Linked DNA regions of Mus musculus: all the other regions are linked to region 1. A link is a contact called in public HiChIP or PLAC-seq and promoter capture Hi-C data. All regions are on one chromosome and are shown on one strand. Each heading gives the region's core, a stretch centred on a gene start, on an enhancer-like site or on the middle of the called end of the contact. The rest is flanking DNA. Distances are from core to core; before and after follow the strand shown.

What was found. Promoter capture Hi-C pulls out the DNA fragments that hold promoters and counts their contacts. HiChIP or PLAC-seq counts read pairs in DNA pulled down with a chosen protein or histone mark.
Region 2: a contact with region 1 is called in a promoter capture Hi-C map of hippocampal neurons, with 3 times the contacts expected there. The contact joins the enhancer-like site here to the promoter of 2410004B18Rik in region 1. A contact is called at or near these places in 4 of 39 promoter capture datasets (the 3T3-L1 cell line, the C10 cell line, hippocampal neurons and 1 more), 23 of 484 Hi-C or Micro-C datasets (the Ba/F3 cell line, the C10 cell line, the C2C12 cell line and 16 more), 3 of 115 datasets of contacts at active chromatin or transcription factors (bone marrow-derived macrophages, memory CD8 T cells and pancreatic cancer cells) and 2 of 9 other capture datasets (adipose tissue and liver).
Region 3: a promoter capture Hi-C map of pre-B cells shows a contact between it and region 1, with 3 times the contacts expected there. The contact joins the enhancer-like site here to the promoter of 2410004B18Rik in region 1. A contact is called at or near these places in 3 of 39 promoter capture datasets (the C10 cell line, hippocampal neurons and pre-B cells), 1 of 484 Hi-C or Micro-C datasets (large pre-B cells) and 3 of 115 datasets of contacts at active chromatin or transcription factors (the 230-238 cell line, bone marrow-derived macrophages and large pre-B cells).
Region 4: a contact with region 1 is called in an H3K4me3 HiChIP or PLAC-seq map of embryonic stem cells, with 15 read pairs. The contact joins the promoter of Lpar3 here to the promoter of 2410004B18Rik in region 1. A contact is called at or near these places in 12 of 39 promoter capture datasets (the 3T3-L1 cell line, 3T3-L1-derived adipocytes, the C10 cell line and 7 more), 5 of 115 datasets of contacts at active chromatin or transcription factors (embryonic stem cells, large pre-B cells, pancreatic cancer cells and 1 more) and 3 of 9 other capture datasets (adipose tissue, embryonic stem cells and liver).

The regions. Positions count from the first base shown.
Region 1 is chr3:145,936,729-145,939,327 of GRCm38.p6, forward strand. It overlaps 2410004B18Rik (RIKEN cDNA 2410004B18 gene), which reads left to right and starts at 1,286. Exons shown (of 3, transcript NM_025555.5): 1 at 1,286-1,600; 2 at 2,170-2,368. The coding sequence starts at 1,331.
Region 2 is chr3:146,336,852-146,339,450 of GRCm38.p6, forward strand. No RefSeq gene overlaps it. Among named protein-coding and RNA genes, the nearest start is that of Gm40167, 8.3 kb to the right of the region's middle. Within about 2 kb of position 1,315, at least 40 of the 459 cell types and tissues checked have an H3K27ac peak or open chromatin away from gene starts, as enhancers often do. A contact at or near this core is called in cerebral cortex and hippocampal neurons, where this site is marked.
Region 3 is chr3:146,255,967-146,258,565 of GRCm38.p6, forward strand. All of the region lies in intron 2 of Lpar3 (lysophosphatidic acid receptor 3), which reads left to right. Among named protein-coding and RNA genes, the nearest start is that of Lpar3, 36 kb to the left of the region's middle. Within about 2 kb of position 1,310, at least 49 of the 459 cell types and tissues checked have an H3K27ac peak or open chromatin away from gene starts, as enhancers often do. A contact at or near this core is called in the 230-238 cell line and pre-B cells, where this site is marked.
Region 4 is chr3:146,219,650-146,222,248 of GRCm38.p6, forward strand. It overlaps Lpar3 (lysophosphatidic acid receptor 3), which reads left to right and starts at 1,312. Exons shown (of 3, transcript NM_022983.4): 1 at 1,312-1,498.

The DNA.
Region 1 (2,599 bases), core at 36-2,535:
ACTCTAAAGTTTCCTGGACATCCTGGGGTTTCACTTGTCCATGTACCTTCCCTATGGTTTTTCCCCAAACTCATTATATAAACAAGCACGGCCACGGGTGTCGGAGCCTTGTACATTCACCCCATTTCCACCACGCGCTGAGATTACAAATACACACCACCATGCCCAGTTTATATGGGTGCTGGTACTGGAACCCAGTACCAGGCAGCGAGCTCTGCCTCCTGAGCTGCACTGATTTGGTTCATGTTTCCGGAGGGTAACCGGAAGCTCTGAATGAGGACTCCTCTGGACCGCTCCTCGCCCATCTTCCCTTGGTTGGACTTATGCTATATTTGCTGCAGTAAACTGTAGCTATATACACGTGGTTACTCAGCTTTCAGCGGGTTCTACAATTTTGTCACATTACCAGGCTGGAGGGTGCGTGAGGGGACCCTGAATTTGCTAATGATGTCAGATCTGAGGATGATTTGGGTAACCCAGGACTTTGTACTTTGGGAACAATTGTATCTCTGTCAAGTCTAGGTACTTGGACGGAAGGAAGTTTTTCTAGAAACACTCAGACCTATTATCTCAGAAATTACAACCCAGCAATATTCCTTGATGTACTCCAGGGACGGTCACCAAAATAAATACTAGGAATATAAACCTGAACAAGGCAGTCTAGCCCGTTCCATTACCAGACTTCGTATTTTTCTGTAGAATTTAGCAGATAAGAATCAGACCAAATGGCAAGTTATTAATGACTATGTCACCTCTGACCAGGCATTTTTAACTGGGATCTAAATATTTACAATGGTACCAACTTGGGGTGGGGGGCTGTAAAATTTCACCATTGACCTCTAGTTTGTGGCAATACTCCGGTCTCATCTTCTCAAGTGCTGGGGTTAGAAGTGTGCGCCCCCACCCCCTGCTTGCTTGTTCTTACTGTTTGGTAGACAACGTCTCCTGCACTGTATTAGCTGTTAAGAAAGGACTTACATGCACCTCGCTGGCCCTCAAATTTGCCTAGGATTATAGGTATGCATGTTTGGTTTTTCTCTGCTTTAAATTACAAGCCCAGAGTGTGACTGTGGCCACTGATTTCCCTCCGGGTATCCTAAGGCTCCCGCTGCTTTTTCCCAGAGATCCTTAAGAAAAAACAAATAAATAACTTGCTTGAGGGCTGTGGAATCCCCGCCTCCAGCATCCTTCCAATCTCCGCCCATGAGTAGGAGCGCGGCTCCGCCGCTAGGGGGCGCAAATGGATAACTCGCCAGCCTGGGGGGCGGGATCAGCCGTGGCTTCCGGCTTCCGGCTTCCGGCCGAGAGAGGGTGGGAACCCGCGGCCGTCATGGCAGCCGAAGAGAAGGACCCGTTGAGCTACTTCGCGGCTTACGGGAGCAGCAGCTCCGACTCGTCGGATGAGAACAGCGAGCCGGAAGACGCGGGTCGCAAGGAGGCGGCCTCGGCTCCGACGACGGGCGGCCGCGGGAAGCAGGCGGAGAAGCGGCTGCCCGGCCCGGACGAGCTGTTCCGCAGCGTGACCCGCCCGGCCTTCCTCTACAACCCGCTCAACAAGCAGATCGACTGGGAGCGGCATGTGGTGAAAGCGCCGGAGGAGGTGAGATCCCCGGCCCCGCGGCCGCCCCGGGGCCCGACGCCCGCTTGCCCCTCCGCCCGCTCGCCCACCCCCGGCTCGCACTCAGCCCGCGCCGCGCCGCGCGTCCCCACGGCCCCGGGAGCCCGGGGGGTGTCAGCCCGGGCCCGCCCCTCCGCGCTCGGGGGTCCCAGCCGGGCGACGACTAACGGTGGTGACTCCCCGCCCCCCGCTGCAGCTTCTCCCCGAGACCCCTTCCCTTTGACGCCGAAGTGCCTGCGCTGCTGCCTCCAAGACAGCGTCTCTGCTGCAGCCTCCTGAAGGGGTCAGCCTGGCCGTAGTATCTGGGACTGCATCCTCCTTTGGTAACTAAAAGTTATTAGCTTTATTTATCCAGGGAACCCTTTGACTTTTTCACCTAACAGTGTTGTGATGTTGATGGAAAAAAAAAAGTGTCTTTTAAGCCTAAAGGATTTTAAAAAAGAAAGAAAGAGGAAAGTCAGCCAGAATGATGAGCAGGGAGGTGCATGCGCTCGTATCCATCGCGGGAACCTCGGTTCGTCACAGGGTTTCTTAATGTGCTTACTCGACAGCCTCCAAAGGAGTTCAAGATCTGGAAGTCCAACTGCGTGCCGCCCCCAGAGACCTACACTACTGAGAAGAAGCCGCCGCCGCCAGAGCTGGACATGGCGATCAAATGGTCGAATATCTATGAAGACAATGGAGACGATGCCCCACAGAACGCCAAGAAAGCCAGGCTTCTGCCTGAAGGGGAGGAGACAGTGGAATCAGGTAAGAGAGAGGAGTGTTGTTGTTTAAGATTTCAGCACTCAGAAAGAAGAAAATCCTTCCGGACAAGGTTTACAGCCTAGTGAGTTGGAAGGCTTGCCCAGAAATTGTCTTTGGATGCTAACGGTCTTTCGATCGTTCGGGTTTTTTGTTTTGTTTTGGGGGGAGACAAGGTCTATGTAACCTGAATGTTCTCGGAACTCATTATGTAGACCAGTCTCTTGAGTGAGGCCA
Region 2 (2,599 bases), core at 65-2,564, 400 kb after region 1:
TGACTCTATATGTTGTATATGTGTGTGTGTGTGTGTGTGTGTGTGTGTGTGTGTGTGTGTGTGTGTGTGATTCTGGACATGTGCATGCATATGGAGACTAGAAGTTAACACAAGTGTCTTTGTCAATCACGGTCTATCTTATTTTTGAGTCAAGGTCTCTCACTGAGCCTGGAGCTCATCGAGTCAGCTGTGCTGGCCTTTGAGCTCCTGGGCTCTGCCTGACATAGCCACCCAGCACTGGTTACAGGCACACACCACTATAACCAGCTACCCAGCCTTTATACGGGGGCTGAGGATCTGACCTTTGCCAACTGAGCCATTCCCCAGCCTCTGGGTTTCACTCCAATGTAAGTTCTATGGCTAGATTATTTTCAATTGTTTTTAAGCATGCACACATACATGTACACACACACACACACACACACACACACACCTAAAACACATCTTAAACTACAAAGAAGCTATCTAGCCCTAGAAACAGTCATCCGCTGAGTCTCTCACTCCCCAGCAGAAATCCTGGGGAACCTGAGATGTTCCCATGCCTCGGTATCTAGGAACGAATGGACGTCAGCGCAGTTGTGTTGCCTCCTGGGCGTCTTGGATCCCTTCACACTGAAAATGAGTGCCTTTCCAGAGGACACAGTGTGGCTGTACAAGGCAGGGTCAGCTGGCTGATGGTGGGGCAGACCTGAAGGGCTGTGATGACATTCTGACCCTGGTCCTAGCCCATCTACCCACATGCCTGTCATCTCCTCCCCTCCCTCCCCCCCTTGCTAATAGACTCAGTAGCCAGCAGGGAGGCTCACCCATCATTGCAGTCTTGGCAAGAAGCCTTTTGAGTGTCCAAAAACAGCTTTTAATTAATTTATTTTTTTTTAAACAGAGAAACACAATCGTTTCAGTGAAAAGCTTTCTACTAATTAAATAGGAAATGGGGCAATTTATTATTTATTATTATTTAGTGTTGGCGATTAAGTCCACTTAATCTATCTGCTGGCCAAGCCTGGTGCTCACACCCAGCACACTGAAAGAACAGTCAGGAGCTTGGAGCCCCTACGAGCACTGCCAGGAAGCTCTGCTCAGACTGCAGGGGAGGGAGTAGCAGCAGCCGTGTATTATTTATGTTCCCCTTTCAAAACAAACCCATCAAAGGAACAAAGCCTGTCTTCCGCTGGCTGCAGTGCACCCCAGCATACGGCTGTCACTCCCGACCCCTCAGCTGCGGACTGGAGTGGCTGTCCAGGTTGTGTGAGGGGACTGCCTGCAGCCATCTGCTGAGTGTCAGCTATTTCTTTCTGAGCTGAATTCTAACTGTAGAACAGGCTGTGGAGGGAGAGAGGGAGGGAGAGCAGGGAGAGGCAGGCAGAGAAAATGTGGCTCTCCCGACTGTCACTGTTTCTTACATGTCAACTTTGAGCCTGTTCTCTGGGAGAAGTGTGAGAACGGGGAAATCTGGGATGAAGAGAGGGGCAAGGAGCTGGGAAGAAAGTGAAGTCCTGCATGTACATTCCTGGTCACTGGTGATTGTTTGACAGTGCTGCACCGCATGCACGCTGAGCACACTCTCACACACACACACACACACACACACACACACACACACACCAAATACACATGAAAACTGTGTCAATGAAGGCACCCTTGGGGTCGTATGAAAGGTGTGTTTTCAGGAGTAATTGGGATTGCCAAGTGAATGCTTATTAAATGTGACACCCTCTTTTGCTTGGAAGTCATGAATGACAGATGTTTAGAATCTACTTGGGCCTTGTGGCATTAAGGTGGCCCTGGCTGTGGATTCAGCTTTGCCTCGTGCCTCTGTCATCTGTAGGAGGCACTCGTCAGCCTCACAGTATTGGACTAGAGGCTGTACCGCTCACTCGTGCATTCCTGTGTGAGCATGCACACACTCAGTTCCCGGAAGTAATTAAAAGTACTCGCAATGTAGAACGTATAAGGTCACGTGCTGTATGTTGTTGACACAAAATTGAATGGACCATGTCTAGGCACACTGATACCAGAAAGTGTCCAGCTACTCACTCATATGAGCATATTTTAATAGGCTAAGTAGGTCTTGGTTTTTTTTTTAAATCTTATTATAAGGTTATTTGCTGACTATTGTTGACTTCTAGTTCAAGCTACGGTCTTTAAATTCTAACTTAATTTAACTTAATGTAATTCAAATAAGTTCTCTAGATTAAATTTGTGCTCGGGACCACATTGTTCTGTGTGTACTCACAGTAGTAAGCATTGTAGACTCTATTTCATTTTTTGCTGACTCTATTATGTAATTCTGTCCATTTGTTCATGGTTTCATTGTAGTACAATTTAATGAGTGTATTTCAAGTGTCTTTTCTTTGACCTAGTCCTGGATAGTAAACTCCCCTTATGCTGATAGTCTGATAATGAAAGCATGTCACATGTGAGTCGCATGTGCAAGAAGAAACTTGAAACGTAATTGTCTTTAGAGATCATGGAACCTTCTGCACGTCCTTGTCCTCCTCAACCCTACGCTAAGAGTCATGGTTGCATCTCAGCACCCTCACCCTCACCCCCACCCTGTGTTAAACTGACTGTCAAGTTGACAGGAGCTAGAACCAGC
Region 3 (2,599 bases), core at 60-2,559, 320 kb after region 1:
GAAGGCAGTGATCATCTTATCATCTCAAAAAAGTAGAAGCTTTAAGTGAGAGTCTCATCAGTATATTGTGGAATGAATACAAATGAGAAACTTAATAGGCCAGGGTCTAATAGCTGTAGTAACAACACCAGGGGAGTAGGCTACACTTGAGTATTGTGTGAGAGAGACCTCGTTCTTGTACAGTCCTTGAGAGCATATCGAATATTCTAGATCTCCTGAATATAGCAGTTTGGGGAAGAGTAGACCATGACACCCTTTCATGAAGAAAAGTTGGATGCTAAGATCATAACATATATTTACTTCTCATAGTTGATAAAAGTCCACCAGTGTCTCTGGGCTCGATTGAGTTTCCTGGAGAGTTCCCTGACCATTTTCTCAAGATGGGTGCGTAGACACGGAGGGGAAACTGACTTCCTGGGCAGCTAGGGCATCTAACATGGAAGACCAGGAAAGGTCAGGAGGTAATAGCAAGGCCTGCACTCATTTGGTGGTGGTGGTGGTGGGAGTTCATCAAAAAGAGGCTGTGCACACCCAGGTGGACACTGTTGGCTCCCCCTGCTGTGGCTGTGTGTAAGCTCTGGAAAGGCTACGCTTGGGAGTAGACTGTGTTTGATCCAGTGAAGGTGAGGTGGCTGACTGGGCAGACATCTCAAGGCTTAGGCTGCTGTTCAAAGCGATGCAGGGAAGTCTACAGAGAGCACAGCATGAAACTGTAGCCCAGAGATGGTATGGCAGGAGAGTGTGGGCCCTCGAATGTGCTTCAGAAAGCAGAGGACAGCAATGCTGCTTCCTATGTGGCACTGGCTTAGGTGCACTCAGGGGTCAACGGTCAGGGTCAGGAAGAGTGGCTCCTTCCTCTAGAGAGCCAGTGAGTCCCAGAAAGGGGTCAGGACAGTCCCAGCCCCAGAGATCTTGGGGTAATAGTCAACTTGCTGTGAAAAACTTGATTAGTGATGCTGGCTGGCTTAGGCCGATGCCCAACTGAGGCCTGTGGGTCATCAGGTCTCTCCTGATCAATAGGTGACTTACTTCCTGTGCATGCTGGTGGGCTCTGATGGGTTTGGGTTTGGAGAGTTATTCAAGATAGACAATTCCCTGTAGAAATGTCGCTTTAGGAGGTAGTGTGGCCTTTGTCTCAAGAGGCATTTTTAGCTTATGCATGAGTTCTGTGTCATTTCCTGCATGCACACACACACACACACACACACACACACACACACACACACACAAAATGTATACATAGGCACCCACACATGTGTGAAAGCACACTAACAAAATAGTGGTTTAGAAACAGAGAAAGCGAAGTCCCCTCCTCCCTAGAGATCCATTCTTGTAGAACCCCAAGGAATACCCTCCAGCCCTGATCTCTAGAAGAATAAACTACAAGGCACCCACACACAATTTTCCAAATAGCTGATTGAAGTGGCTTTCACTTTAAAATATATTGCTTTCGCCTGTTATTAATTTTTTATAATATTTTGTCATTGTCTCACTCTTTTAGTTATTAGGAATAAATGGCTGTGTTAGGCTGAAATTAGCCAGTGTGAATTTGTACCCAGTCTCTTCTGCACCAACACAAACAACCCTTGTGCAGGTGATGAGTGCAGTTTAATGGTGTGGTCTGGAGGAGAAAGCAGCATTACTCAAGCTGTAAGTCCCGGGGGACTCCTCGATGACGTCATCCACTGACCCGCAACCCATACATCCTGTATTACTGCACTCCTGAGGCTGTGTGAAGGGAGACAGCCTGCAAACATCTGAGAGAATGGAGAAAGTCATAAAAGCAGAGATAACTTTGTAAACCAGAGGCAAGAAAGGCCTTCCAAAATTAACCCAGTGGCAGACTTTACTAGCTTTAAATGGCATGTCACCACATCCTGGATGTTTGAATTGGGAGAGGGAGCAACCACCACAGCATTAAAAAAAAAAAAAAAAGTCCGGTTGTGCAGTTCTGTGCGCTTCCGTGACCCTCGGTGGGGACTGGAGTGGTTGAGGAAATGCAAATGAGGCTGGGCATTTGTAATCTTTACTAAGAGAGCGTGACCCCGGTGGCAGGGGCATCTTTAAGACACCTTAGCTAATTCTTAGGACACTTTGGGGAGTCTCCTTGGCAATGTTAGAGACCTCCTATAATTTCTGTTTTATTAGCATTTTTAGTGGCACATAATAAGGTTCTGCTGTGACATTTTTGTACTCCCATGATGTATTTCAATCATATCCAGCCTACTTCACCACCATCATTGTCTGTGTCCCATGGACGCACATGTCTTTGGAATTTTATTGAACTGTTAATACCAGAGTAAAATGAACTGCCGAGCTGGAACTCACGGTGCCATTTAGACACAGGCTCCCTGGCTTTAGTGGGAGTAACTCTTTGGGGTGTGGTGTGTGAACTGGCTGAGCGTGTTCTCCAGTGCCTGCATTTATATACATTCCGTATGCAACAATAGCGCTGTGGTAACAACAATTTCAGACGCTCCCAGGCCTTTCACAGGTTGGTGAACTCAATACTCCCTAGGTTTCCTCTAATAAAGCGTGTTGTGTCAGGGCCTATGTTCTTCTTGTTTTAGTCTTCATGGTTGAGGAGAGGTTTTTGTAA
Region 4 (2,599 bases), core at 62-2,561, 280 kb after region 1:
AGAGCACAAGGAGGCTGTTTGGTGAGTGTTTGTTTAAAAGGTTCTGAGTGACTCTCCAGCCAGTAGTCATCTTCGAGCTTGCCGTTTGAAGTACTGGTTTTCATTTGTTTTTACTAAGTGGTACTAATTTTAATTTGGTTTTACTTATAAAAATATCTGGAAAAGAAGTGGGACACCCCTGACCCAACAAGGGTTGAAAGAAGATAATCCTTAAATTTCATCTTAAGAGTCTGCGTGCATGTGTGTGTGCTTGTGTGTGTGTGTGTGTGTGTGTGCGCGCGCGCGCGCGCGGAACCCAGAAGTTAACTTCCGGTGTCTTCCTCAATTTCTTAACACCTGGTTTCTAGCAGAGCTTGGAGCTCATCCGTGGGCTAGACAGGCTGACCAGCAAAACCCAAGGATCGTCCTGTTTCCACCTTTCCAGCACAGGGCTTGTGGGTGGGTGAGGCAAGATGACTCGACTGAGGATCAAATTCAATCTGAGCTTATGCACTTGACCAACTAAGCCATCGGTGGTACAGAGATGGGTCCCATTGAATGCACATGATTGAACGGATGGTGAAGTACGTCCGAACCCACACTCTAGACGTTTCCCAAGTGCCCCGGGCTGCCTAAGAATGACTTCACTTCACAGGATCTTGTCCTCAGCTTACCTTCTAGCATGCAGGGACCCAGAATTTGGTTTTTAGGGCAGAGAAGCCTTTTACTCTTGCTTTCCTTTCCCCGGCCTTAAGCAAAGGTGGGTCAGTTTTGAAACAGCACCTTCAGGACTGTTGACTGCGGGAGGCCAAAATGACTCCCACGAGAAACTTAAGCAGGCTTTGTTCCCTCTTGTAACACAAAGGTGACCTGTTCTTGGCCTCTGGGGTTGCTTGAACTCTAGAGCAGCTTTGGGGTTCAGGCTTTAGGGTATCAGGTTTGGTCCTGGCTGAGAGCCTGCCTCCCGTAAGTAGTGTGGGGGTAGGGATATGCTTCCCAGCAGACACCTCAAATAGGTATCTTCCATCATAGAGAGAGTCAGAGGAATGAGTTTCAGTCTGGGCATCTTTCTGAGGTATGGCTCCCTGTGTAGGGCCTCTAGATGCTACTGTCCCCTTAGGGGACCTTAGGTAGTCTCTCAGAGCTGGCTGCCCCATAGGCACCAGGTCCCCAACCAAGGCAGAGCGCCTCCATGGACCGCTGGCCTTCTGCCGTGCCGATCCGAGCCTGGCCGGCGGGGGGCGCGCTCCCGTGGGAACTTGCAGAGGCACAGGCCGGGCGGGCTGGCGGGCGGGACCGGGCCGCCCTCCACCTCTCCACCCCCTCGTCCTAGCAAAGTTGCCCGGGACTCCCGGCGCGTCGCCGCGGACGCTGGAGAGCAGGCGCTTGGCTCTGCCTGCTCCGCGTCTTCCGCTGCTGGCTGGCCGGAGCCTGCTCGCCCCGTCGCGCTCCCCCGAGGGCATGCGACAGCGGCGGGACGCTCGGCTCCCGGGCTCGGCGGCGCGGGCGAGCGACAGCGGTGAGTGCGGTGCGCAGCGCGGGATGGGAGGTTCCCGGAGCCTCTGCGGGCCGGGGCTTTTTGGGGGGATTCTTTGGTTTCTAATCCATTTCTCCAAACTCCTGGGGCGGAACTTTCCTCGCGGTGTGTGGCGTACCCTGCGCTTTCCCACTTCGTGTTTTCCCTAGAGCAAAAAGCAATGCAGATGCAAAAGCCGGGCTGCTTCGGCTTCGGCTGGGGACTGACGGGCCGGGAGCAGGGGTGCCAGGCTCCATCGCGACGCGCTTTGCAGGGGCGCTTCTTTCCAAACTCTGGGAAGTTATATGGTGATGGGAAACGGGTTCTCCCCGGGATCCCTGGGAGGTGACATTTCCCACCTTGCAGTTAGTTTCACCGGTGTGGTGGTCTGTCTGTTGGTAAAATCTCGAGGCGAGTGCGTGCGTCTCAAGATTTGGGAAATAGTTACCATGACCAGCTCTGAACGCTATCAGGGTTGTGCGGGATGAGCCAAAGGTCTCCCATCTCCCACATCACGGGCCACAATAGTGCTTTGTTTTGTAGCAGTTTCTTCATTGCCTTCTCTGTGCAAGTTGCAGCTATCAGAAGCTGCTTAGAATTTTCTCAGGCTTGTGATTTAAGGACTGGCTGAATCTTGGAAACAATTTAGTTTTATTAATGGGATCATGGGCAGGGCCCTCCAAAGCACTTAGAGGTTAATTTGTAAATGGGATGATTTTCCCTAAATGTTTCATAATTTGCCCCTGCCATTGCACACTTTTCTCCTGCCCAACTCTTGGTCTTGGAATGTCACATTAGGCTCTTCAGGGCTCCTTCTTGTAATTTGTAAGTCTGAGGACAAAGTGAATGTTAGACCTAGACAGACTCCTTTTTGCAAGTGTGTGAAAGTTGAGTGCATGCCCAGCCTTCACTTAATGCCCCTCGATTGAATTGCTAAAGAGAGTTCTTGGGTTTGCTGTCTACCGATATTTGCTTATCCTGCTGCTAGTGAGGTTTGGGTCCAAAGATTTGAATCCAGTGGACAAGTGATTAGAATTTCCCTTCTTGCTCCCACCAGAAGGAACTCCATCAGAACAGCCTCGATACTGTTTGTTTAAGCAAACT